Regions from separate parts of the Mus musculus genome. Here regions 2 and 3 are each linked to region 1. Evidence: chromatin contacts called from public HiChIP or PLAC-seq data. All regions are on one chromosome and are shown on one strand. Each heading gives the region's core, a stretch centred on a gene start, on an enhancer-like site or on the middle of the called end of the contact. The rest is flanking DNA. Distances are from core to core; before and after follow the strand shown.

Region 1 (5,088 bases), core at 1,194-3,693:
AAAAACCATCAGTTACAGCAAATTACTTAGGTTTGAGCACGTAATTATATATCACCAGTGTTTTGTGTAACAATGAATTTTCAATCATTAAACCCTTAGGATAGTAATGTGACCCTTAAGATAAAATAAAATGTGACAACTGTTTTCTAAATTTATATTTTGATGTGATTTTTCCAGACATCAAATTCCCAATAACAGACAGTATAGGTGCTTGTATTATATTGCAACCTAGGGGAAAACACAATCCTCGCTCAAAGCTGTAAAACAAAGACTAGAGGCACGGCTCAACAGCTAAGAACCTGTACTGCTTTTGCAGAGAACCTAAGTTCAAATCCCACCACCCACATCGACAACAACTCACAAGCACCTGTAACTCCAGCTTCAGAATCATGTCCTCTTCTGGCCTCCTTAGGCACCGATGCACATGCATGCACATGCATGCAGATTAATCCAATGGCTAAGAGCATTTGCTGCTTTTGCAAAGCACCTGAGTTTGGTTCCCAGCATTTGTGATGAGCCTCATAAGTGTCTGAGCTACAGCTCCAGGAGATCTGATGCCCTCTTCTGGCTTCTTTGCCAGATATACCCACAGTCAGTCACAAATAAATACATGAATTTAAAATTAAAAATAAGGGGCTAGAGATACGGCTTGCTGTCTAGTATGTGCGAGGTCCTGGGTTCAATCGCCAGGCACCAAAGAGATAAAAAATGTTGTAAATAGAAAATAAAACTATACCCATCTCCATTCACTGATGACACTGTAACCATCACAGAATGTACGTTTAAAAGGGAAAACCCTTAGTCCCAGCAACTGGAGAGAGTCAGGTGGATCTCTGAGTTTAAGGACAGCCTGGTCTATATTACGAGTTCCAGGCCAGCCATGTTTATAGTGAGACTGTCTCAAACAAACATAAAAGTAAATGGGAAAGGACCAATAATGCCTGAAATTCTAACTGATGTTACATGATTCGTTTACAAATGACGCTCACCATTATCAGAACAATCAAGTGGAGAGGCTCCTGAGGTATTTTGTCTTGATGGTTATGTTTGCAGACTGGGCAAACACTTCTGCAGAGTGCTACAGGACAGATTCCTGGGGCAGGGTTAAGTGGGTGACTAGATGAGCTTTTAAGTGTCACTTCTAAAATTCCCAATCTACAGCACGTGGAAAAGGAGAAAACATTCGGCCTCGCGACTAAACGATCTGTTTCGAATCCCAGTGAGCGTACATACTCGAAACTTGTCCCTCCTCTCCCGCTACAGAGATTCCCGGAGATTTTCGCAAACAAAGGCACGGAAAATATGCACAGGTGGGATAAAAAGGGGAGTGGCAGAGGCCAGGCGGCGCTCGCTCGAGACAGCGCCCCCACGCCGCCAATTTTCCCGGCCGCACCTGAGAAATCACTGCCATGCACACCTCCACCCTCAGGTGACGGCGTCCGGAGCGAATTCCTCGACCTATAACCCTCCGCCTGCACCTTGGTCGGACATTGGGTATTGTCTGCAGCCTCCAGCGCCCAGGAAAGGCACGGAAGAAAGAGAGAGAGAGAGAAAAAAGAGAGAGACAGACACACACACACATACACACACGAGAGAGAGAGAGAGAGAAAGAGAGAGAGAGAGAGAGAGAGAGAGAGAGAGAGAGAGGAGAGAGAATAAAGAACGAGAGGGAAATCAAGCGATCGGCAAGCCGCGCGCTCCTTTCGCCAAAATGAGCGTCCCTTCCTCGATCCCACTACCTAATTCGGGTCACAAAAGCAGACCCGCCAGCCCAGAGAGGCTGCAACCGGAGCTGGCCGGCGCGGAGTCGCGGGCGCCCTAGGTCCCGAGCAAGGAGGCAGCAAGAGAGGGAAATGGGCGTGTGGGTTGGGCCTGGCTGGCCCCAGGCCGGGCTGGGAACAAAGCCGCCCGGCTCCCCCTACCTGGAGCTGGGGCGTCGCCCAGGCGCGCGGCGCGGGGATCCGAGCGGCGCCCCTTCGGGACAATGGCTCCCTCCCCCGCCGTCGGGCGCGCGGTACAAAGGCGCGGCGCCCGGCCGGGCACCCGTCCGCAAAGTCAGGCAGAGGCTGGAGAGGGGACGGCAGCGGCCGTCCAGGGCTGCGGCCCGGGCCCCTCGGAGGGAGCCCCAGGCAGCCGCCCCGTCGCCTCCCCGCCCGCAGCCGAGCGGGCTCTCGCGGCACAAAGAGGCGCCGGAGTCCGCGGCGCGCCAAGCCCGGGGCTCCCGCCGACGGCGCGAGCCGCTCTGCTCCCCACACTCACCCACAGCTCGGTGCCCCAGCTCATGGCGGAACCTGAGGCGACTGGCGCCGGCCGGCTGCTCCCGCTGTCCTCTCTCGTCCCGACTTTCCCCTCCTCAGCGTCTGCCTCGAAAGCTGCCGCCACCACCACCGGGTTCCCCAGTGAGTGAGAGAGACACGACTGAAGCGAGCCGCCGCCGCGTCCCCGCCTCCCGGCAGCGGGGAGGGAGGGAGGGAAGGAGGGAGGGAGGGGGCCGGGGCCGAGGGGAGGCGGGACGGCGGGGAGGGGGCGGGCCGCGGTGCACCCTGGGATCGGGGCGGGCCCGCACTCGCGCGCGCGGGGGCCGGCGGGGGTCTCCTCCGAACAGCTCGCCCGGGGCGGGGATCCTCGGACCCTCGGCGGCGTCCGCTCCGGCCTCCGGGCTCAGCAAAAGCCGCACTCAGACTCCCGCTCCAAGATGGAGAGCCAGGGAGGACGCCCACGGTCCCTGCCTTGCTCGGAGACCCCCCCCCTCAAAGGAGGCGACCCCACACGTCAGCGTTCTTTGCGGAGCCCTGACAAAGAAACCACGTCCAGACGTTGGAGCAGAGGGGTGTGTGCGTGTGTTTAGTTAAAAAAAATCTGCCTTCGTAAGGTAACTTCTCCGTCCAGGCTTGGCGCTTCAGCCTGGGATCCCCGGGAACCACAGACCTGTAGAGGTCAAACGTCCAATGTGAATGCAACGTGTCACACGACGTGTCTGGTTTTTGTTTTTGTTTTTAATAAAGCATTTTGATTTTATTGTAAGTTCTTTCGGGAAACCTTTTTTTCTTTTTTTTAAGAGGCAAGCGATCCCGTAATCTTTTGGGGACGTTGCCATGGTAAAAGATAAGACTTGGTGGAAAGCGAACCCGACTGACACCTGCAGGAGGTGAGACGCTGCTGAGCTTGCCTGAATTCTAGGCTCGTGGCTACCTCCAGGGACCGGTCTCTCCCTCCTCACAGCCCTTCAACAACCTGTTCAGAGCCTGAGGCGTCTCTTGCCTCCGATAGGAATCTTGGCTGCAGACGACCTCTTGCTTTTAGCTGTGCTGAGTTATTTCCCAGCCTGCCTCCACTGGCAGTCAGCAAGTTTGGCTGGTGCTACTAGATACCGCGTACAGTCTGCTCACTAACTCCCCAGCATATGCTTTAGTATTAATTGCTTGTCGCTTAAAACACACACATTTTCACTCTAGAACCAGTAGAGTACTCTTCAGTGAGTCATGACAACTGAATGCTTCAAGGTCCCCCCACCAACGGACGTCTTATCAGCCTTGAAACTCCTCCCTACGGGACCGGGACCGGGACCAACACAGGTGTTCCAGCTTCTTCCGCCCCAGCCTTCCTGTTTACCTAGTTCTGCTCCCCATTGAAGTCCAGGCAAATAGCCAGAGCTCTCCAGGCAGTCTAACCACCACTCACCAAATTCTTTGCTATCCTTTTCTGAGGTAGGCTGAGCAAATGAATACTCTCTTCTAATTAGGTTAAGGCCGGTCTTTTTTTTTTTTTTTTTTTTTTTTAATGTTCTTTGAAAGTCGCTGAAGCCAAGTGTGATGACGCACACCTGTAATTTTAGTGCTCCGGAGGGGAGAGGCGTAACTACAGGAGTCAGAGGCTAGCCTGGGTTACAGAGTGTGCAGTGGTTGGAGGGTGGGGGTGGGGTGTTGGTAAGAGAGAATATCTTCCTAAGAAATAACTTCTTTCCACCATTTTTCTGGATTTCTCTATTTCAAAAAGGCCTGTCTCTGTCAAAGTATGTCTTCTAACAGTCACCTCTCCGGTCTCACTCTCACTCTCTAGATAGTATGAAGTTACTGTAGCAATGTCTCCTTTAGAGCTATTCCAGTTCTAAGATGTAACTTACCTACGCTCTGCCGTGGAAGCTAAGAAAGACCTAAGGACCATAATTCAAACCAAAATTACACCTCTAAGAGGCAGAGAGCAGGTGAATCTCTGAGTTCAAGACAACCTGGTCTACATGTGGAGTTCCAGGATAGCCAGGGCTACATAGACCGTGTCTCAAAAAAAAAAGTAAAATAAGCTATTAGTCATATTAACACTATACTATCAACATAATTCCCCAATAAAGCATAAAGTTTTGTCTTCAAGCTGAGCCATTTTCCTTTCCCTAAAACTTCTGAATAGGACTTCACAATTTAAACAACTCACTGCCTTAAAAGTAAAAGCAGATTTTGAGCTGAGGTTATGGGTAAAGCACTTGCCCAGCGTGGATGAGACCTTGCTTAGAGTTCAATTTTCAGGTCTGGAAAAAACAACGACAAAAAACACAGAACCCTAGATTTGAATTAACTAAAACCCAAGCAGCTGGCTACACCTGTGCTACACAGTGTAATTTTTAAAAATTACATCATCAGTTTTAACTACTGTAGCCTGGTCTGCCATGTTCAACATCTTGGGCACCACAAAAATAAAATCAAGTTCTTACAATACAGGAATAAAAGTGTCTATTGTTATATTTTGTTTTAAAAACTAATATTAATCAAAAGTAAAAACATATACTATCTAAGTCCTTGTTCCTAAAATAGTTGATATTTAGCTAGGCAGAGATGTTTTACACACACAAATGCTATTTGTCATGCAGCCAAATGCTATTTCACAGAGGTTTTGTGGGGGAATTTGGGGTTTTATTATCATTGTGTGTAGTATGTGTCTTAGTTAGAGTTTTACTGCTGTGAACAGACATCATGACCAAGGCAACTCTTATAATGACAACATTTAATTGGGGCTGGCTTACAGGTTCAGCGGATCAGTCCTTTATCAAGGTAGGAACATACCATTGCCCAGGCAAGCATGGTGCAGGCAGCGCTG
Region 2 (5,088 bases), core at 695-3,194, 730 kb before region 1:
CTTGCTTCTGAGTGACAAGGGAAAGCTGGCCATTTCCTGCTTTCTCTTGGTCAGCTCTTGCAATTGACCAGATTTACTTTGTCCTAGTGTCCCAGAGCATCTGTCTTCCCAAGGCGCCCTCCAGCATGCAAGACAAGGCAGTATTATTGACTCGATAGCTTTTTTTTCCCTCCACTAAGGACTTGGCTCCTCTTTAAGTCATCTTAGTTTATTTGAGGGGAAATCCTAATGGCCCTTGATTTGTCACTGTTAGCACACTGTTACCGTGTTAGACGCCTGTGCTTGCCCACACCCCCAAGAAAGAAAAGATGCTAAAATTAATTCAAATAAAATCTCATGTAAAACTGATCAAGTTCCCAGTGCCAGCCCTCACGCACTGTCACCCTAAGGTATTCCAGGAATCTCTTCGGGGTGTCTGTCTGGAAGGCCTTTTTTCCATCACTGTCTACTTCAGATTGTCTGCCTCACTTTTACACCCTCTTGCTATTGTTCCAAACACAGAACCAACCCCTCTCCCCCGTTTCTTCTTTTTGAAGCGTGCTGGCTTTAGAAATCGGAGGCATCTGTTTTTCCTAGGGTACCTTTAGCTCATTCTCTGTGTGTGACACTTCTTCCTTTATTAGTTTGGAGCAGTCAATTCCTTTCCAGAACTGGACTCTTAAGAATCCTGAGATTGCCTTATTATCCACTTTGTCCCTAAGTCAGCCCTTTGTAGTAGTATCTGCTCTTCTAATCCTATTTAGCATCTTCATTCTGCTTTATAATCACCTCTCCCTGCTCCTCTGCCCCCTTTAAATGACTGAGCTGCACGTGACTTAACCTCCTCTTTCCTTCCTTACTTTAGCGTCTTGATTAATTAAGCCTGAGAGTTTCCTAGATTTCTTCTGACTAAGTAACAAGTTGTAAGAAAAAAAAGAAAACCAAACCAAACCAAACAAACCAAGCAAACACCAGAAACAAAACAAACTCTAAGATTTTCATTTGGGATTCAATCATTTTCTGCATGCCAAAAATCATGTGTAATAAACACATTGGGTTTTTAAAACTTGAAATTCTTCAGGGTTTTGTTGTTGTTGTTTGGGGGTTATTGTTTGTTTGTTTTTGAGACAGGGTTTCTCTGTGTAGCCCTGGCTGTCCTGGAACTCACTCTGTAGACCAGGCTGGCCTCGAACTCAGAAATCCACCTGCCTCTGCCTCCCGAGTGCTGGGATTAAAGGTGTGTGCCATCACTGCCCAGGTCAAATTCTTATTTTTATGAAACAATCTCACTTCCCCTTTCCACTCCACCCTATCATTATCTTTGGTTATAGAATGTGCTATGATCTTAAATAATCTTGATACTCATCACAATAACTTTCAAATGCCTTTACAGTTCTTATCTTGTTTTCCTAATATTTTTATCTAAGGCTAATACCTGCGCTTCTTGTGTAAGTTGGCATAAATATTTTCCCACCCAATCCAACCTTAGATGTGTGGTTTTTTTTTTCCAGGCTGAGCGTGGAGAGGGAAAAATTGAACAATTGCTCTGTTCTCACAATAACTTTGCAGACATTCTGGTATTCATATCAACCATGGAGCAATCAAAGAACGCCGTGAATAAAGCTATCTGCTTCAGAGCGAGACTTTGGGAGATAAAGGGGTTAAAATATGAGCTCCAGAACCCAAGAAAAGCAGCATTTCTCAGGGACTTCTATCGATTCCTCTGGGCCTGGGGGGGTGGGGGGTGGGGGGGGGGCAGGCCTCCTTTGTCGCAGGCCTGTTTCCTCTGATTGTCATTCATTCTGTATTCCTTCCTGCTCCTCTGTCATGGCTAATTGTCACACACACACACACACACACACACACACACACACACACACACACACACACACACACTGCAGGCTTTTAATTTCCTCCTGTTAGAGCCGGAACACTTCCTCAGCAATTTCTGACCCAGCAGGCTGGTTTCATTTCTACTCTCCCTTGGTTTGCCTGCCACCAAAATGGAAGTCCTGTTTCCTCTGTGGCTGCAACCAAACCCAGTCATTCTGGGACAGTCGTGGCGATAGGGAACTATGGCTAGCCTGGGTTCTGTGGTCATTTTAATGGACGTCCAGTTAGACCCACCGGTAAGGTTGGAAGCTGCCAGGGTTCACCATGGTCGCCTCAGCTCATCCTCCCAAACAGCCTTTTGGTTCATTTTATCACACACATATATATCTTCCAAATGAAAATTGTAATTTATTCTATGTAGCACATCCATCCACAAGAGAAATTTTCCAAGTGACATTTTGAGCAAGCCTCTTTTCAGAGAAAAAAAAAGACTGCGCTCCCCCCCCCCACCTCCACCCCCCACCCCCCACCTCCCACCGGGTCCTAAAGCCCAGGGGTAAACTAAAGACCTCCACCACGACTCGCAGACTCACCAATTGCCTTTGCCTTGGATTACAAACTGAAGCTTAATTTCTACAACCACAGCCTCTAAAACAAGCAAACAAGCTCCTTCCATCTATTAGACTGGAAACGGGGGGTTTTATATTAAATATGGAGCATTAGACAATGACACAATGTGGCGCAAACCCACTGATGATATGCGGCTCTCTTCCCGCGTGGCACTGATGCTTCTGTTCGCTTTTAGTGTAGGGTAAAGGGCCTGGAGTGTCTTCTGATGAAGTGGACTGGCCGCTTTTGTTTTAAGGATCTGATTACACCTGACAGAACTGAAACCGGACTCTGGCACAGCTCAGCCAAGCCTTATCTCCCACCAGCCACTCACTGCAGGAATGTCACTGACGGTGTCACCTTTGATTTCCCTTTGTACAATGCTTAGCATGGCAACAACAATTTAAAACAAAAAACAAAAACAAAAAAAAACCACAAAGCAAAAAGTTACTTTTCCCCTTCAAATTAGTTCCAAAATGACTTCTCCTTTCCACTTTTTTTTTTTAAAAATATGGGTCATCGCTATAAGATTTTCTTTTGAGTTTAATCTTGATGTCCCTGGGGAGAGAGTCTCATCGTTCAAGAATAATCTCATTTATTAAAAATCTGCCTAAGACAATGGTTCACATAACCTGGACTGGGGCAGTGATTTTGTGGTATTTGGACCCGGTGTCTACAAAAATATTTGTACACCAGATGCTGAAGTGTTTAGAGCAATCATCCCAAACAAGTTTTAAACGTTCACACACATAAAACACGGTAGGCAGAGAATGAGCATCACCAGTTTTTTTCCCATTGGTGCCGCATGAGTAATGCTTATTACTGGGTAGGAATTGTAAGGCACTGTCAGGTCTGAAAACTGCAAGTAGCGCTGAAAATATTTTCTCCTCTGTATAACACAGGCCGTAAGTACAACTCACTTTAACAGCTCGCCAACTAACTGCGCATGGCTTCTAAGAGCTTAGTTATAATGAAGCGTTTGCTGCGTAGACATGAGGACCCTAACCCAGATTCCGGAGGCCGTGAGAAATAGCGCAGTGTGGTGGAGATACACTTGTTGTTCAGTGTTTAAGGGGGCAGAGACAGCCACATCCCTGGGCTTTGCTCATCAGCAGTCCAACGTGATGAGAAAGCTCTAGACTCACTGAGATCCTGTCTCAATGAACCAAGTGGCTGAGCAATGACACCCAGGGCTCACCTCAGACATTCACTTGTATGATTACTGTACAGGCATGTGTGCACGCACTTAAAATCATCCTGCCGGTGACACTGTCTGGTCTGAGAGGAAGCCTGGTTAGACTGGATCAGCAGCCCACCGCCCCAGCCATAAATCCAAAATGGCTTCTCCCCAGGTTGATGTCAGGTTTTGTTGTTTTCTTTCGTGATGGAGACTAGAACCCAGAACTTTGGGCATGCTAAGTGGGTACCACTCAGGACATCTTCTTAAGCTTTTGACTTTGGTTTCAACAGTCAGTTCTCAGCTATGTGCTTTACAGGATGGGGAGGTGTACAAGGGCAAAAACTAATAGGAAAACTAAGTTTTTTATAGCTGGGGAATTTGCGGTATGTTGGTGGGAGGGCTGTCACTGATGTCACAGACTGTGGCCCTGCTCCATTAACCCTGGTTGATCATTTGTTGTCATATGAGAGCAGAGGAGGACTGTCTTCTGAAGATAACCTAGCGCTTGCTTGCCCATGGGTACACCTAGGTCTATATCTTTCCAAGGATGAGTTCAGGCGGGCATCTGGCTTGTTTGGAATCTTGGTTTTTTTTTTACAAGTGGATACCAAGCTCTTAGGTGCCACCCTGTGTCTAATCAGCAACACAGAGTTTTGCCATGTGGCTGCCAACAAACCTCATGCCTGACATTGCTGATGCTCCTTCTTATGTAAGCCTGATGGGAGATGGGACATTTACAGAGCAATGGAGGTAGTCCTATGTTCTTTAAGCAGTACATGTATTTATTTACTTTTCTATTTGTGTGTGCACATGTCAGGATATGCTTTTGGAAGTCAGAGAACAACCTGTGGGAGCTGCTTCTCTCCTACGACGTGAGTTCCAGGGAAACAAACTCAGGTCACCAGACTTGGCAGCAAGCACCTTTACCCACCGAGCCATCTCACTGACCCTGGCCATCCACGTCTTTAAGGCATTTTAAATCTTATCCTGAATCAACTCAGATAATTAAAGATCAGCATGCTTGAGAGACATCATCTTGCCCCTCAGAAGAACTCAGTTGTAGAGTCTCTCAGTTGGACAATAAGTGCTAACTCGAGGCTCCATGATTTAATACAGAGCAAACAGCGAGTGAAAACTCACTGACTTTAAATGTTAATTTTGACACTAGCGACACAGTAACAATGAATGTCTATTAAGGGAAAACTAGTTCTTTCTCGTCAAGAGGTTGAAATCCTCAGCCTAACATTTCAGTCAGGAAGGTAGGCCCACCCCCTAGGAAGGTAGTGTCACTGTAAGCTACGTGAAGGATACAGGCGGAATGCTTACCCCTTTAGTGAGATGGTATGCTCTTCCTCCCCAGAGCCCCGCCCTTAGTCTACACGGCTGCCCGAGGTTCTTTGACCCTGTACACCTAAAGGTGTAATTTGCTCTTTTTCTCTTTTCTGAATCTCTTTGGAAACAGGCTAGAACCTAAGCTTTGCTTTGCT
Region 3 (5,088 bases), core at 735-3,234, 650 kb after region 1:
ATGTGTGTCATTGGCAGCAGGATTTGAGGTTTCAAAAGGCCAGGGGCATTTCCTGTGCTTCTCTTTCTTCCTTGTGCTCAGGGATCGAGATGTGAGCTCCCAGATACTGTTTTAGCACCGTGCCTGCCTGCCTGCCTGCCTGCCACCATGTTCTCTGACATGATGGCTATGAGCTCTACTCCTCTGAAACTGTAAATCCTCAGTAAAAACATTCTCTAAATTGCCTTGGTCATGGTGTCTTATCTAAGGAGGTGGAGGAGGAAGAAGAGGAGGTGGAGGAGGAAAAGGAGGGGGAAGAGGAAGAGGAAGAGGAAGAGGAAGAGGAAGAGGAAGAGGAGGAGGAGGAGGAGGAGGAAGAAGAAGAAGAAGAAGAAGAAGAAGAAGAAGAAGAAGAAGAAGAAGAAGAAGAAGAAGAAGAAGAAGAAGAAGAAAGTTGCGTGGCCTAGATCACTCACCAGGGTCAGGAATGGGGGCTGTGGCTTGCTTGGGGACCCTCTATGTCTCCCTCTTTGCTTCCTGGCTACTGTGACATGAGCGGCTTTACTGTGTCAGTCCTCCTGCCTGTCACGATGCTTTGCATCTTCAGACACCTATAGCAGTTCAGCAAGATGACTTAGGACTGAAACCTTAGAGACTGAGACAATGCAAATTATTACCCTTTAAATTGGTTTCTTTTTTAGTGATAAACAGTTGACACAGTTGCCTCAAAATTCCTAATACTGTGGGTGATGGTGGCTCATGTCCTTAATCCTAGCACTTGGGAGGCAGAAGCAGGTGGATTGCTGAGTTTGAGGCCAGCCTGGTCTAGAGAGTGAGTTCCAGGACAGCAAAGGCTACAAAGAGAAACCCTGTCTCAAACAACAACAACAACATGTCTTGATAATGATAATTCTAAAAGAAGACCTGGCAGGTCTGAGAGGATCTATATTGAGCATAGATGGATTGAGCTGAGAAGACCCGCCCAGTGTGTGGGACATCATTCCCTGGACTGGCATCCTGGACTGCATAAAAAGAGCCAGACACAAGCACTGATTGCTCTCTGCTTTCCTGACTGTGCCCGCATAGTGATCAGCTGCCTCAAGCTACCGCATCAAGATGGATTACTCCCTTGAACTGTGGACCAAAATAAACATTTTCTCCTTTTAGTTGTGGTTGCCAGAGTATTTTATCACAGCAACAGGAAAAGTTACTCAGGTAGCTTTTGATTAGTCAAGCTTTAGGGAGCTTTTATTTCTGGTTCCTCAGAAGGAGGCACACAGTGAGGGCAAAATCACTAGGCTGCTTTTATTTCATAAAACTTTCATAGATTCCCCAAACTCGCAGCTCGGCTGCGGACTGAACTCATACTTTCTCTCTGATAGTGAGACATTTTTGGAGTGTGGCCTATTGGTCCTGATTTTAGGGCCAAATAGGTGTTTCTCAACTGTTTCTGTCCAAAGGTGAGCTAAAAGTTATCTACCTTTGACACAGGCCAGTTCCTGTTTGTGGGTGGGGCACACCCAGTTAAGTGGGCAAGCCCACGGAGGTCCTGCAACCCTTTGCTTCCTTGAGGACACCTCAGCTGAGCGTCTCGTTTCACACAGAACCAGGCTGTCGTGGGCCTTCCTTCCTTCTGTGGTTGTGCTGGAAGACGTCATCAAATTGTCTGTCCACGCGCCAGATTCCTCTGGCCACTGAGCACTCCCCGACACGCGTCGCTTCCAGTAAGGCGAGCGCAGCGCAGCGATTCAGTGCCACCTGTTGAACCCAGAGCGCGCCCTCCTCACCCCACCCAAGTCCCCTGCCACCGGCTCCGGAGGATCTTTGACAAATTGGAGGAGGCGGGGCCTCGCGAAGGAAAAGCTTAGAGGAAAAGACCCGGAAAGAGGCGCGAGACCGCAGTGGGAGGTGCGGCCCCGCCCCCGCCAGGGCGCGCCGCGGGAGCGAGCGGGTCCAGCACGCGCGCGCGCCCGGGCGCCTGACGTGGCACTAGCAACCCAGAGCGACTCGGCGGCGGCGGCGCGGGGCGCGGAGCGTGCAGAGCAGGTACGGCAGACGCGGGGCGCAGGGCGCAGGGAGGAGGGTGGGGAGGAAGGGGAGCCACAGGTACAGCAGGTTCGGGCTGAGGGTGCGGAGCGTCCACACGCGGCTGCACCGCGACTCCCCATCAACTTGGCTCTCTGGTTCCCGGAGGAGGAGAGGGCTGGAAATATTCCGAGGGAAAATGGCAACTACAGTGTTCAGCTCCGGGACATCATTAGAGGGAAACGCGAACTTGTCCCGGGTGACAGTGGAAGGGGAAGGGTGTCTTTGTAGAATCCGAGCGCTCGGGGTTTGGATTCGAGGCCGGTTTGTGCCAAGTGGCTCTCTGCCATGTCGCCGCTTGCAGCTGAGTCAGGTTTCTGCAACTTGGTGTACTGGGTGAGGAAGTTTGACGTGGCAGAGAAGGGTGAGGAAGCGAATTCCTCCCAGGACCAGGGAAGAGGGCTGGGCGGCTTCCAGTCCCCTGCTGTGAGCATCGCTGTCCCGCTCCCCTTCCGCAGCTGCTGCGTGGGTGCGCCGGTGCGGTCTTCTGAAGGCTCTGGGCTGCACGGGGCCAAGCGACTGCCACGTCTCTCTAGGCGCAGTGGGAGGAGGGAAAGTGTTGTCAGGAACACAGTGAACTAGAGACCTTTGTCTGCCTTTCTGTCCTCCGTTAGCAAGACAGTGACCTCATCATACTCATGGTTGCTACTCGGAAGCTGAAGGTTTAATATGAAAACAAAGCTAAATCATGGATGTTAGTCTTCACGTTTGAAATTTGCATGCCATTTCCAGAATAAAGAGATCCCACGTCTTACTTAGAAGGTATTACTAATCTTTACCTTAAACCACTACCTTAAACCGCAGCAACGAGAAAGAAAGGAGAGGTACCCAAATGCTTGATGGAGAAACTGGAAAGAAACTAGAGAATCAGGGTTTCACAACTAATATGGCTTTTGGACACTTCATTTTCTAAAACAGAAAACTGAGGCCCAAAGAACCTCTTCAGTTTACTGTGTCACAAAGCTTTGCATGGGCAGATAGGAAACAAATCATAATTCTTTTGCCAGGCTTCAGAGCACCTCCTGTCTTGTAACAAATGTTTTTTTGAAAGCCAGACATGGTGGCACACACCTTTAATCCCAGCATTGGGGAGTCAGAGGCAGGCAGATCTCTTTGAGTTCGAGGCTAGCCTGGTCTACAGAGTAAGTTCAGGACAGCAAGGACTACAAGGGAAACCTTGTCTCTGCAGAAACCAACCAACCAAATAAACAAAAGTATCTTTTAAAAACCTCTCTAGGAGATATCTGTTTTAGCAAAACATGGAAACATAAAGTGTAAAGCTAATTGGCATTTGGGCTCTGAATAGAGTCAAGATGGGACTGTTATATTTGTGATTGTTTATGACTACCCACATATGAAAGGCTTTTTTTTTAGCTCCTTAAATATAGGTGCCTATGTTCTTAGAGGTGTGACGTCATCTAAGTTAGAGAGAAGCCCTAGCATCTTGGACGGAGATGGTTGGAGCTGCCACTGGCTTGTCCCATTATGACTCACAAAGACTATCATCATGTCTATCTCAGGTTATATTTGTTGGACTATGGCTTTTCCTTGTCTTAAGTACAGATTAAGTAGACTAATTAGAAGGCACCAGGAAGATCCAGGTTGTGAAGCATCAGACTGCTTGTAATCATGGTGGTCAGTCAGTTGAACGGCATGGTGCGCTCTCAAAATGTGACCATGGAAACCAAGATGCAGAGTTGTAGGAATACTAATGAGAGACTGTTCAAAGCAATTCAGGCATCCAGGGGAAACGTGGTAGCAATTACTATTCAGATCTGTGCCTGTGAAATTTCCTGGGACCCCCGAAATGACATTACTGGATTCCTAAGAGATGTCTTAAGCCATATTCAGGGGATAATAACTATGATAAGAGTGTTGTATAAAATGAAGATTATTTCCAGAATGGACACACTTACTTTTCTTCAAGACATCTGATATGTTTCTTGATTGCGTTTCTATTTTTAGTAGCATTTGATATCTAAAATCCTCTTGCTAACTTCTCGCCTTTACTTCTGCAGGGTTATTCTGCAGTAGCTCTTCTTTGGAATGATATTTTCATCATGAGCCAACAAGGCTATGTGGCGACACCCCCTTATTCTCAGTCCCAGCCTGGAATGGGTATCTCTCCCCCTCACTACGGACACTATGGGGACCCGTCCCATGCATCCTCTCCACCAGGTAAATTATTCTTTTTACTTATATATGACTATTCAATCCTCAGGCTTAGAGACGTGGGATATCTTAGTTGGTAGTCATTGAGTGAAGCCGTGGTTTGATATAACAGCATCATTTGGAGAGCCTCGTACAGCAAAACACGCACTTATCTCACAGATCTACTTCTTCAACGTAGACTTCTTCATATCTTTCCTGTGCCTGGACCAGTGTTTTCTCTGGTTCACCTCCATGCTTCAGACATGGCATGCTCATTTATAGCAATTTGTTCTCTTTCATTGAAGCCTACATTTTACTGGTATTCCATGTTACACGTGAGCAGCAGTTATTAGAATCAACACCCAAACCTTTCATTATTACAGAACAAAAACAAACTAGCAGTGGGGGCACATGCTATAAGCTTAGCACTCAAGAGATAGAACCAGGAGGGTAAGGAGTTCAAGGCCAGCTTTGGCTAGATAGCAAGTTCAAGGCCAGCCTGGGCTATACGGGACCCTATCTCAAGGAAACAAACAAGAGCTCCAAAATCAAGACAGAAGAAGCCCTCTTTTTTAACCTAGTTCAACCCAGTCAGTGTACCAAAAGTTCACTTTTAGATTTTCTTTTAAATTTTATCTTACACGTCTGAGTTTTTGTCTGCGTATTTGTAATGTGTACCACCTGCCTGTCTCCCAAACTTGTTTTTTTTTTTTGTTTGTTTTTTGTTTTTGTTTTTTGAGACAGGGTTTCTCTGTGTAGCCCTGGCTGTCCTGGAACTCACTTTGTAGACCAGGCCTCGAACTCAGAAATCCGCCTGCCTCTGCCTCCTGAGTGCTGAGATTAAAGGCGTGCAGTCACAGTCATCTTTCCCAC

Evidence for each region. HiChIP or PLAC-seq counts read pairs in DNA pulled down with a chosen protein or histone mark.
Region 2: a contact with region 1 is called in an H3K27ac HiChIP or PLAC-seq map of microglia, with 5 times the contacts expected there. The contact joins the enhancer-like site here to the promoter of Fnbp1l in region 1. A contact is called at or near these places in 3 of 39 promoter capture datasets (cranial neural crest, frontonasal cranial neural crest and hippocampal neurons), 17 of 115 datasets of contacts at active chromatin or transcription factors (the NIH/3T3 cell line, craniofacial prominence, differentiating embryonic stem cells and 10 more) and 3 of 9 other capture datasets (embryonic stem cells, liver and macrophages).
Region 3: a contact with region 1 is called in an H3K4me3 HiChIP or PLAC-seq map of embryonic stem cells, with 7 read pairs. The contact joins the promoter of Sec24d here to the promoter of Fnbp1l in region 1.

What each region holds. Positions count from the first base shown.
Region 1 is chr3:122,617,271-122,622,358 of GRCm38.p6, forward strand. Fnbp1l (formin binding protein 1-like) reads right to left here and starts at 2,444. Exons shown (of 14, transcript NM_153118.3): 1 at 2,260-2,444. The coding sequence starts at 2,283. It overlaps Gm43568 (predicted gene 43568), which reads right to left. Exons shown (of 2, transcript NR_166115.1): 2 at 4,979-5,088.
Region 2 is chr3:121,888,862-121,893,949 of GRCm38.p6, forward strand. No RefSeq gene overlaps it. Among named protein-coding and RNA genes, the nearest start is that of Gm34050, 12 kb to the right of the region's middle. Within about 2 kb of position 1,945, at least 38 of the 459 cell types and tissues checked have an H3K27ac peak or open chromatin away from gene starts, as enhancers often do. A contact at or near this core is called in microglia, where this site is marked.
Region 3 is chr3:123,265,512-123,270,599 of GRCm38.p6, forward strand. It overlaps Sec24d (Sec24 related gene family, member D (S. cerevisiae)), which reads left to right and starts at 1,985. Exons shown (of 23, transcript NM_027135.2): 1 at 1,985-2,025; 2 at 4,083-4,242. The coding sequence starts at 4,125.